2 separate regions of the Sus scrofa genome follow, and region 2 is linked to region 1. Evidence: chromatin contacts called from public HiChIP or PLAC-seq data. All regions are on one chromosome and are shown on one strand. Each heading gives the region's core, a stretch centred on a gene start, on an enhancer-like site or on the middle of the called end of the contact. The rest is flanking DNA. Distances are from core to core; before and after follow the strand shown. Region 1 has its middle 27 kb from the start of ZC3HC1. Region 2 overlaps AHCYL2 (adenosylhomocysteinase 3).

Region 1 (5,768 bases), core at 915-3,414:
ACTGAGAGCCCGAATCTAACCAAAAGGGGGACTTCACGTCGTGGCACAGTAGAAACGAATCTGACTAGGAACCATGAGGCTGCGGGTTCGATCCCTGGCCTCGCTCAGTGGATGAAGGATCCAGCGTTTGCCGTGAGCTGTGGTGTAGTCACAGATGTGGCTCGGATCTGGCGTGGCTGTGGCTCTGGCGTAGGCCGGCAGCTGTAGCTCCAATTAGACCCCTAGCCTGGGAACCTCCATATGCTGCAGGTGTGGCCCTAAAAAGGACAAAAGACAAAAAAAAAAGGACAAAAAGGCTGAGGAAGGACAACTTTGCTCTCTCCTTGAGCTGGAAGCTCCATCTTCTCTTGCCCTTGGACGTTGGAGCTCCTGCTTCTCGGGGCTTTGGACTTGGACTGGGGCTACAGCACTGGCGTTCTGGGCCTCCAAGCTTGTATCTGGCAGATAATGGGACTTCCAGGTCCTGTAATTGCCTGAGCCAGTTCCCATAACAAACCTCTTTCTTTATATCTGTACATATCCTATTGGTTCTGTTTCTCTGGAGATTTCTGACTAATATAGATGGGATTGAGCTCATGAACTTACTTTCCCAAAGCATTTGTTTTCTTCCACATGCTAGGCCATCGCTTCAAGCCCAGGCGGTTATTCATTCTTCTTGTGGGTTGTTCCTCTGGAAGTTTTTGGTTTGACCTTTCTGGTAACCCAATTTTCCTGATTTAATTCTTTTTTTTTTTTTTTTTTTTTTTGTCTTTTTGCTATTTCTTTGGGCCGCTCCCACGGCATATGGAGGTTCCCAGGCTAGGGGTCGAATCGGAGCTGTAGCCACTAGCCTACGCCACAGCCACAGCAACGCAGGATCCGAGCCGTGTCTGCAACTTACACCACAGCTCACGGCAACGCCGGATCGTTAACCCACTGAGCAAGGGCAAGGACCGAACCCGCAACCTCGTGGTTCCTAGTCGGATTCGTTAACCACTGCGCCACGACGGGAACTCCCTGATTTGATTCTTTATTTGAATTTTTTTTTCTTTTGACAGACCCTTTTAAAAAAGGAAATTGCCTAAGATTTCATTTTGCTATTTTACTATCCATAAAGCATTATAAGTCATCTTTCTAAGGAATTTTCCCACTTAGACATAGTGAGGCTAGATGGCTTAGGGGATACATATCATCTGCGTTAGTTGTCTCTAATGGCTCTCTTGCCAGCAAATAGGATTTCCAACACTTTCCTCTCTACCTCCCAGGTCAGAACCTTCTTTTGCAGTCTTGGTCTCAGACGTCAAGGCAGGTGGTTGTATCTTGAAGACCCCTGGCTGTTCAAGGCCATTCCAGCTTCCTAGTTTGGCCACTCCTACCAGTCTTCAGATTCTTGTTTTTACTATTTTTCTCCACTGAGGCCTCTAGAATTCTATGTTCTGTTTTAACAAAAGTTGCATTTCTCAAGTCCAAGTAGATTTTGTTTTCTCAGAGGTTAAGACTGAAGCTCGGAGTTCCTCTCGTGGTGCAGAGGAAATGAATCCGACTAGGAACTATGAGGTGGCGGGTTTGATCCCTGGCCTCACTCAGTTGGTTAAGGATCCAGCATTGTCATGAGCTGTGGTGTAGGTTGAAGACGAGGCTCTGATCCCACGTTGCTGTGGCTGTGGTGTAGGCTGGCAGCTACAGCTCCAATTAGACTCCTAGCCTAGGAACCTTCATATGCAGTGGGTGTGACCCTAAATAGACCAAAAAAAAAAAAAAAGACTGAAGCTCAGAGACATCTAATAATAAGCTCTGTCATACAGCTAGAATGTGACAGAGCCACGCCTAAATCCACGTTCCCCAGCCTTCTGTTCCTTCCATTATAACAGGGCTTGGGAATATCTTTCAGCGTGGTGAGTCTCTGATTTTCTTTTCCTGAGCACAAAGTTGAGATCTGCCTCTCACGGCAGAAAGAATACCCGTGTCCAGAATGAGTCCTTTGCCTCGCTTTTTTTAGATTTTAGCCAACATGAATAGCCTTAGCAGATGGAACATTCTCTTCGGGGGCTTTCCTCATTTACTTGTCAAACTCTTAGACCAGTTGTGGCTGCTTCGGAGCCAGCTTTTAAATCCCTTCCACCCTGTTCCATCTTAGGAACAGAAACAGCTGCATGTACAGAGCAAAAGAACAAACACTTCTTCCTCCTCAGTTTTCCTTGCTATTTTTAGTTTTACTCCTATTCTGAGTCTCCTTTGGCTTTGCATAGCCGTGATCTGGCTCGGGTGACCCATGGCCTTGGAAGTGAATGCTGTGCCTGAGCCCTTTAATCAGAGACCATGGTTCCATCTTCATCCCAGCCTCTCTTTTCTCATTGCTTCTTGGCTGAAGTGGCAGTGGTGGCGGTGATTACTGTCTTTCTGTCCACAGCGCCTCTCTGGTTGAATCAACTGTTGTGTAGCTAAAGCCAATTAGGAAGAGAAGGAATGGGAACATTGATGAAATTTCTCTGGGGGGCCTGGGGGACCGTGGTATATCCAAAGATTCAGACCAACTTAATATACTTTCCAGCTTTCTGTCCTCACTTCTGTCAGCTCCCTGTCCATATCCTAGGGTTAGATTTGGGGAAAAAATGGCTGTTTCCCATGCAAGTCACCAACAGCCCTCCAGAGGGTGGAAGTAAGAACATACAGTCTTAGACCTGGAAGGATTTACCTCCAAGACTCTCACTGTTCTCATGAGGAAGCCACGGTCACAGAGACAAAATCATTTTTTAGCCTCCATGTCCATTTCCTAGCCGGTCTCATCCAGCTCGACCAAACCTAAGGAGGAGAATGAAATGCCCACGAGAGTCAGTCTCTGGGTGGCAGAATGGGTTTCGAGCGCTTTTGAAGTGATAGTGAGGCAAATACTGCAGCTGGGGTCCACTCCTCAGGCCTGAGAGAGGAACAATCTAAACAGGAAAACCTCTGAAAATTGATTTTTTACTACGATGAAGAGCTGTCACTGCAAGTATGTACTAAGTGCTGCTTAGTGTTTTAAAAAGCACTTTTCTAAACACTGCCTCCCAAGCCTGTGCTGTCTGCCTCCTGAGCAGGAATCTAGCTCAAAACAGGGAACGTTACAGACACGAAGCTGTTAAAAGTTGAAAGTAACCTAAGCATCTAACAACTGGAGAGTGCTTAGCTACATAGAGTATAAATCAGTGGAATGTAATTCAAACTATTGAAATGATCATTGTAATGATTCTGTTGATACGGAAATTTGTTTGCGAGATATATATGAGAAACAATGCCAGAGCATATATCTTCACTGTGATTTGTATACCCATGACTAAAAGAAAACTTGAGAAAATGAAAAGTCAAAGTAAGACAAAAAGACCAAAAAAAAAAAGTCAAAGTATTAAATGGGGTTATATAATTTTCTTTGAATTTTTTGGCACACTACTGTTGGTACAATGAATTTTTTAAAAAAAATCATCTCCTTAATCTTTATAGTTCTATAACCAATAGTCTGTGGCCTTGCAAAGATTTCTGGTAAGCTTTATATTCCCTCCTTAACCCATATCTAAAAGTTTTTCTATTTTATTGTTTCTCCTATACTTTTTGTATGCATTTGATGTAAGGTAGGTGAAAAACAATAAAAGTAATTAATGTGCAGAATGGGAGAAAGTATTTGCAAATGATGCAACTGATGGGATTAGTTTCCAAAATATACAAACAGTTCACACAGCTCAGTATCAAAAAAACAATGAAAAAATGGGCATGGAGTTCCCTGTGGCTCAGTGGGTTAAGGATCCAGCATTGTCACTGAGTCACTGCTGTGGCTTGAGTTGCTGCTATGGAGAGGGTTCTAGGTTCCTGGCCCTAGAACTAATCCGTATGCCACGGGTGCAGCCAAAAAAAAAAAAAAAAAAAAAAAAAGGAATGGGCGGAAGATCTAAATGGACGTTCTCTAAAGAAGACATACAGATGGCCAAAAGGCACATGAAAAGATAGCCAGTATCACTAATTATCAGAGAAATGCAAATCAAAACTACAGTGAGGTATCACCTCACACCACGCAGAATGGCCATCATCAAAAAGTCTACAAGCAATAAATGCTGGAGAGGGTGTGGAGAAAAGGGGAGCCTCCTACACTGTTGATAGGAATGTACATTGGTGCTGCCACAATGGAGAACAGTGTGGACGTTGCTTAAAAAACTAAAAATAGAGCTACTATATAATCCTGCAGTCTGAGTCCTGGCCATATATCTGGAGAAAACCATAATTCAAAAAAAGATACATGCACCCCAACATTCATTGCAGCACTATTTACATTAGCCAAAACATGGAAGCAACCTAAATGTCCATCGACAGATGAATGGATAAAGAAGATATGAATATTACTCAGCCATAAAGAATAAAATAATGCCACTTGCAGCAACACGGATAGGTCTAGAGATTATCCTACTAAGTGAAGGCAGACAAAGACAAGTGTATAATATTGCTTATATATGGAATCTAACAAAACAGAAAGATACAAATGAACTTACATACAGAACAGAAAGACCCACAGATGTAGAAAACAAATTTATGGTTACCAAAGGGGGAAGTGGGGGAGAGGGAAATATTAGGAGTTTGGGATTAAGATTATACCCACTACTATGTATAAAATAGATAATCCACAAGGACCTACTTATAGCACAAGGAACCATACTCAATATTCTATAGTACTCATTATTTTGTAATAACCTGTAAGGGAAAGAATCTGAATATATTTATATATATATATGTATATATATATTATATACTGAATTACTTTGCAGTACACCTGAAACTAACACAACATTGTAAATAAACTATGACTTAAAGTAAGAAAAAAGGATTTCCTGCTGTGGTGCAGTGGGTTAAGCATCCAACTGCAGCAGCTCAGATCATTGTGGAGGTGTGAGTTCAATTCCTGGCTTAGCTTAGTGGGTGAAGGATTGGGCGTTGCTGCAGCTGTAGCATAGATTGCGGCTGTGGCTTGGAGTCAATCCCTGGCCCAGGAATTTTCATATGCCATGGGTATGGCAATTAAATATTAAAAAGTAATTAATGGTGTTAAATGATGTTAAGATAGAATGACGAAATTTTAGCTTGAGAGTTGCCAAATATGTTGCCTAGTTTTGGTAAATGTTTTATATGCAAATATACAAAGAAATTCTTGGTAATTTATGAGCTTATGCTAGATAACATTTTCCATGGTTTGTAGACTGGGCGAGGAGAGTTACCTGTTCTATATCATATAGTGAGAATAGAGAAGCTCTGCCCTCCTTTCCTCCCTTCCTTCCATTCACCTTCAATCCACCTTCACTCCAAGGCAGAATCTAGTTAATCCTTTCTGAGCTGAGTATCTCCATAGCTGTTAAAAAAGAAATGGCTGTGCACTCATGTTCATTGCAGCATTATTTTATTTTATTTTTTATTTTTATTATTATTATTTTTTTTGTCTTTTTTTGCTATTTCTTGGGCCGCTCCCACGGCATATGGAGGTTCCCAGTCTAGGGGTCCAGTCGGAGCTGTAGCCACCGGCCTACGCCAGAGCCACAGCAATGCAGGATCCGAGCCGCGTCTGCAACCTACACCACAGCTCATGGCAACGCCGGATCGTTAACCCACTGAGCAAGGGCAGGGACCGAACCCGCAACCTCATGGTTCCTAGTCGGATTCGTTAACCACTGAGCCACGACGGGAACTCCAATTGCAGCATTATTCATCATAGCAAAGAGATGGAAGCCTAACGAGGATAAATGGATAAAGAAAAACATGGTGTATATAATATATAC
Region 2 (5,761 bases), core at 1,549-4,048, 540 kb after region 1:
CATGGAGACTTTGTCTTTCTATATTATAGATAGTGGTAATGCTTAAATATTATAAAATGTACATGAACTACTTTTGTAATTAGAAGAATAAAATAAAGATTTAGAATAAAACAAAGCAGGAGTTCTCTTCTGGCTTAACGGGTTAAGGGTATGGTGTTACTGCGGTGGCTTGGGTTGCTGCTGTGGCATGAGTTTGATCTTGGGCCCTGGGAACTTCTGTATCCCGTGGGTATGGCCAATAAATAAATAAATAAACAAAATAAAACAAAGCAAAATGTCTTTGTAACAACTTTTTTTTTTAAAGGAAAAAGAAAAAAATGTGGGATGGGAACAGTAAAAAGAAAGTAACCTTGAAGAGTGGTAATGTTCAGTGAGCCAGGGGGTAAAAAAGAAACTAGATGTAATTTAGCAACATGAGACAGTACAGAGGCTCTTACTATTTTAAGCCACCACACTCAAGTCTCATGTCCCTGACCAGGGAAGCCCAAAAAAGTTTCCACGAGTGTTTCTGCCTTGATTCATTAGTCTATAGCTTCAAAAAGAGACAGCCTTTCAATTTATTACACTAATTTTGGGCCGCAAAAGTACTCTTTTCCTCAGAAATACGTAACCCAGAAAAGTGTCACAGGGAAGATGCTACAGTAGCTATCTGTGTCTCGAGGAATCTCTGCTGTTCTTAATAAAGGATATGGCCACATATGTGTTGTGCACCAGCAGACAATCTTTTTTTTTTTTTTTCCATATGCTAAAGATATTTATTATTGGAGTTCCTGTCGTGGCTCAGTGGTTAACGAATCTGACTAGAAACCACGAGGTCGCGGGTTTGATCCCTGGGCTCGCTCAGTGGGTGAAGGATCTGGCATTGTCGTGAGCTGTGGTGTAGGTCGAAGATGCGGCTCGGATTCCACATTGCTGTGGCTCTGGTGTAGGCTGGCAGCTGTAGCTTCCACTGGACCCCTAACCTGGGAACCTTCCATATGCAGTGGATGCAGCCCTAAAAAGCAAAAAAAAAAAAAAAAAAAAAAAAAGTGCAGGACAGTCTCCTACAACAAAAAATCATACCATATCTGGCACAATTTTAAAAGTTCCAATGAAAAGCTCACATGAGTGAGAAATCTATAATTATCTGAGTTTAGAACTTTATTCCACTTTACAGAGCAACAAAAGTACTGTTTTAGTTTTAACACAAAAATAATTAAGACTGCAACAAGTATGTAAATTAAAACTTTTTCGTTGTTATTCATAAATTTACAAGAAGCTTATAATTTCAGAAAATTATATAATTTGGCAATACTGCTGATGCTCTGGAACCAGTAATACATTTCTATATATATACATTTGTAGCACTCTCATTCAAACAACGCATATAGGCAAGTAGAAATATCTGACTATTCTACTAAACTTGTACTCAAGCACTTACATATTGAAATATACATTATTTTATTATTATAAATTGCTTTCCTTTTGTTCTTCCTTCATATTTCAATAAGATTTATTTTTACAACATTATATGTACCCTAGCTATGTTATATTTGAATTTCAAGAAAATATAGGAGCATTGCAGAATATTTTTTAATAAAAAGGGATCACTGAATCTGATAAGGGTGAAAATTACTGGTCTAAACCAATCATGGGGAGTTCCATCGTGGCTCAGTGGTTAACAAACCCAGCTAGAATCCATGAGGCTAGGGTACGATCCCTAGCCTCAGTCAGTGGGTTAAAGATCCGGCGTTTCCGTGAGCTCTGGTGTAGGTCACAGACACGGCTTGGATCCCACATTGCTGTTGCTGTGGTGCAGGCTGGCAGCTACAGCTCTGATTTGACCCCTAGCCTGGGAACCTCCATATGCCTTGGGTGTGGCCTTAAAAAGACAAAAAATTAAAAAAAATAAAAAATAAACCAATCATGGTAACCCCAGTGCTTTTGCCAGGACAGTGGGGCATGGGCATGTGATCTAGTTCTGCTCAATGACATGACAGAGTATCCTGGAGGAATTCTGGGAAAGGTTTCCTTGCTCTAGGGAGAGACGAAGAAATGGTTCTTCTTCCTTTTCATGTCAGTTTGTGATGGCAGGAAGAGCTGCAGCCATCCTGCTGAGCCTGAGGATGAAGTAAGCCCAGTGGGGAGGCAGCTCCCAGAGAATCAAAGACAGATGATTCTATGGAGGAGACCTGAGATCCTTCAGCTGAAGTCCGCCTTACCCTTGGACTTGTAGCCATGTAATACAATAAATTCTTTTCTGTGTGGTCTGGGTTGAATCAGGTTTTCTCTTATTTGCAGCTGAAAGCTACCTAACACAGAGCTGCCCTGTAGCAGTGACACTGGAAGCAAAGATAAGGGAAGTAGCGTAGAACAGTGGAGAAAGCAAAAGCTTGGGAATCAGATAGACTGAAGTTTAATTCTAGATTTCATGATTTACTAGCTGTACACCCTTGGGCAAATTACTTAAACTCCCTGAGCCTCAGCTTCCTCGTTTATAAAATGGAAACAGGAATATGTGCTTTATGTGGCCATTACGAGGGTTAATGAACTAACACTTATTAAGCTCTTAACCTAGTTCTTGGCATGGTGCAAGCCCTCAATAGCTGATGGCTATTATTAACTACTGTTATGTGGAGGGAAGAAAAGGACTCACAGCAGTCTGAGCAGTGATGTGTGTACAACCCACAATTTTGGCTCCGGCCAAGGGTTTTTCTCCTTGAGCTCTCTTCCTCAAAGCCATCAGCGCCGGCATTTCTGCAAAGGCCCAATACATACACAGCAGTATTAGAGAGGAGGGTATGAGAGGTACAGAATAAATAGTACTAATGTACTAAGATCCTTCCCTGATCAGGTTCTCAGATTAGGTTTCTCAAGGGATCAAGACATTTAAACCTGAGGGACTTTCAGAGGCAAACGCTCCCGTGTTTGATTTCTGTATCCCAGTCTTCTGTATCTGGTCTCTCTCCCCCCTCTTCCATGACCTGCTAGAGGGTAATCCCTCCCCACACTGTTTCCTGAGCTCATATTTCTTTTGTTACAACTATTCTTCAAAATCACAGTGAAATTTCACAAACTACTAGACCCCAGAATATAAAAAGGGATGAATATGGATGAAAAGACACTGGCAGCTTGAGAAAGAAAATGCATTTGTTTTCTTTACCTTGTTCAGCAATTTCAATTTCTCTTCGTCCAAACTCCGCCTGTTTGATGTTCTTGACACAGAAGTCACTGCTTCCCTTGGAATTCTTTTGCTGCTTGTCCCTGGGGGAGGTCTCATCATCCGAGCTATCTGTATATGAAGCCGCTGGAATGACAGAATAGAAAACCTTCAGAAGAAAAAATAGGTTCCTCTAAAACTCCAAACCATGGAGTGAACAGAGGCCTTGCTAGTAATCCAGCACCATGTAAATGTATACATTTGGCAAGCATCTAATTGGCGCCGAAGAGCTGCCTCAATCACCACCTACGGAAAGTGCCATCCACAGGCCACAAAGGAGACACTGAGAGAGGTTTCCAAAGACATTCCCCCTGGAAACTAGGGCTAACTTTACCTTCAGAACATGCAGAGGTCCTTGAAAATGAAAAAAAAAAAGAGAGGTTACACCAGTAGGTTCAAGTTCTTAAAGCAAGATCATGGTCATGAACCTATGAGTTTCTGGGATCTCAGCTACCCTTCAGTTTGCTGCTTAAGCACCTGATGTAATTTGTGTTTTAGGACAATAACTGAACAGATAAGACCTAGAAAATAAGGAACCCATGGGAAACTAATTAAGAACCACACAAAAAGTGTTTGTCTCACAAAACAGAGCTTTCTTTTTTTAGACTGGCTCTGATGAGGCTGAGCTATGCCCGCAGACCCAATTAGACATTGACAATGAAGTATTCAGTGTGCTCTCCCTTCTTGCTGGCCTCGGTGAGTTCTGCATTAAGCATTTTTGACTCCCAAAGAAGCAGATAAATCCTCTTTTGGTATAATTAAATGCTCTGATGACTAGTCCTTTTGGCAATATACACTAGAGGGTGGACAGTCTTAAGACTTTTGACCGTGGCTAACAGGCAGCAGCTGCTGCTGCTGCTGCTATTCCCATGTTTGACTGAGGTCTTTTTAGTCTTCGTATAATTCTGGAGTTGCTAACCATTTGCTGGATGATTTGAAGTAATTTCTTTCTTTATGTTTAAGTTTCTGAGGATAGTTTCTTCCCAAATAGTTCTCAAGGTTTGCGGCACGGCAGCGGGGGGAAAGGAAGTTTGGGGGACATAAAGCACTGTCTATAAAGCATTATATGTTTTTCTCAATGAGATAAGAAGTACTTCCACCATTTTTTTAAGGGGAGAAAGCTGAAAAAGCTCAGAGCTTCTAGAGTCACCTGATCTACTTATATCCAGAGAATTAAGGCATTTCTGGGATTTCTCCGTGAAGGGTCTATCTCTGGGAGGGCTGTAAAAGGCAAGTCTGACCTTGCCCGGTTAATCAGGCATGGCACTACAAAGCATTTGGGCAGCAGGGGCCCAAGTGTCTCTCTTAGAGCTGGAAAACTGCCCTGGTGCAAAGTCCTACCACGAGGCAACAAGAATGAACATGGGCACCAGAGGAGGTGAGGGAATTAATAAATCCCAGATGGACTTTTGTTCTGTACAAAAAGGAGCTAATCTGTACAAAAAGTCTACGGTTCTCCCTCCCAGGGTGAGTGAGAGCTCAAAGTACCTTTGGCAACAGAGCTCAGAAACAGTTTCCTGGGCAGTCATCTGTTTCACTAATCAATACTCAGAAAAAGATTATGAGTCGGAGGCTCAGGGGAACCATGCTTCTACCAGCTGAGAGAGGAAAGATAACAGTCCTCCCTTATCCTGACCCAAATTTACAGGAAAATTGCTTTTGAAGAAAGTGTTCATATTCAGAATATCCTGAAATTTCAAACACTATGCCAGAGCTATGATGATTTTGATGCTTCCCAATGGCTGTTTATATATAGTGGTTATGTGTTCTGGAATCAGACTTTGGTTGAAGTCTCAGTCTTTGCTTCTGGGTGTGTAAAGCAGAGGTGATACCAGAACCTGTTTCATATAGGATTGTTAATTCATTTATGCATTCAGGCATTCACAATTCAGTTGTTCATTCAGTCAATTTTTTATTGCATATTTGCTATGTACCAGGCACAGTCTAAGTATTGGGGATACAGGGCAGATGTGGATTCTCTTTGCTTTCGTGGCAAATAACTATAAAATTATTTATAGTTTTTCTTTCCATATGGTTGTAATATGTGCTATGATGCAGACTGATATAATAGGCAGACATGACTTGTCAGAATCAAGTTGTTGAGAAGATTAAGATAATGTATAAGTACAGTGCTTAGTGCAATGCTTGGCATAAAGTAACTAAGCACTTGATAAATAATACCTTATATTATTACTGGCTTTTGCACACTTTTTTTTTCTGGTTGTACCCATGGCATGTAGAAGTTCCCAGCCCAGGGATCAAACTCTCACCATAGCAGTGACAGTGCTGGATCCTTAACCTGAAACTCCTGTACGTATTTTTAATTCAACTCCAAATATAACAACTTTAATGGTCCTCACTTAGCTTTAGGATTCCGAATGGGAAAGGAATGACATACATACATACAATATTATTTCAGGGTTTTTTTTCTACCCCCTTCATCCACTAATCTACCCGCGCAGCAGGTGGATGGCTGGCAATGATTTAAAAGGTTGAGAATGGAGTCCTAACCCTTCCCAGAACAGCTCTCCTTTCCTACGCCTTTTCAGCTGCTAAGGATGA

The links. HiChIP or PLAC-seq counts read pairs in DNA pulled down with a chosen protein or histone mark.
Region 2: a contact with region 1 is called in an H3K27ac HiChIP or PLAC-seq map of skeletal muscle. The contact joins two enhancer-like sites. A contact is called at or near these places in 1 of 47 Hi-C or Micro-C datasets (embryonic fibroblasts) and 1 of 2 datasets of contacts at active chromatin or transcription factors (skeletal muscle).

Annotation. Positions count from the first base shown.
Region 1 is chr18:18,764,562-18,770,329 of Sscrofa11.1, forward strand. No RefSeq gene overlaps it. Among named protein-coding and RNA genes, the nearest start is that of ZC3HC1, 27 kb to the left of the region's middle. Within about 2 kb of position 2,165, at least 2 of the 83 cell types and tissues checked have an H3K27ac peak or open chromatin away from gene starts, as enhancers often do. A contact at or near this core is called in skeletal muscle, where this site is marked.
Region 2 is chr18:19,299,718-19,305,478 of Sscrofa11.1, forward strand. It overlaps AHCYL2 (adenosylhomocysteinase 3), which reads right to left. Exons shown (of 17, transcript XM_005657758.2): 3 at 3,143-3,286; 4 at 2,636-2,736. Among named protein-coding and RNA genes, the nearest start is that of STRIP2, 47 kb to the left of the region's middle. Within about 2 kb of position 2,799, at least 11 of the 83 cell types and tissues checked have an H3K27ac peak or open chromatin away from gene starts, as enhancers often do. A contact at or near this core is called in skeletal muscle, where this site is marked.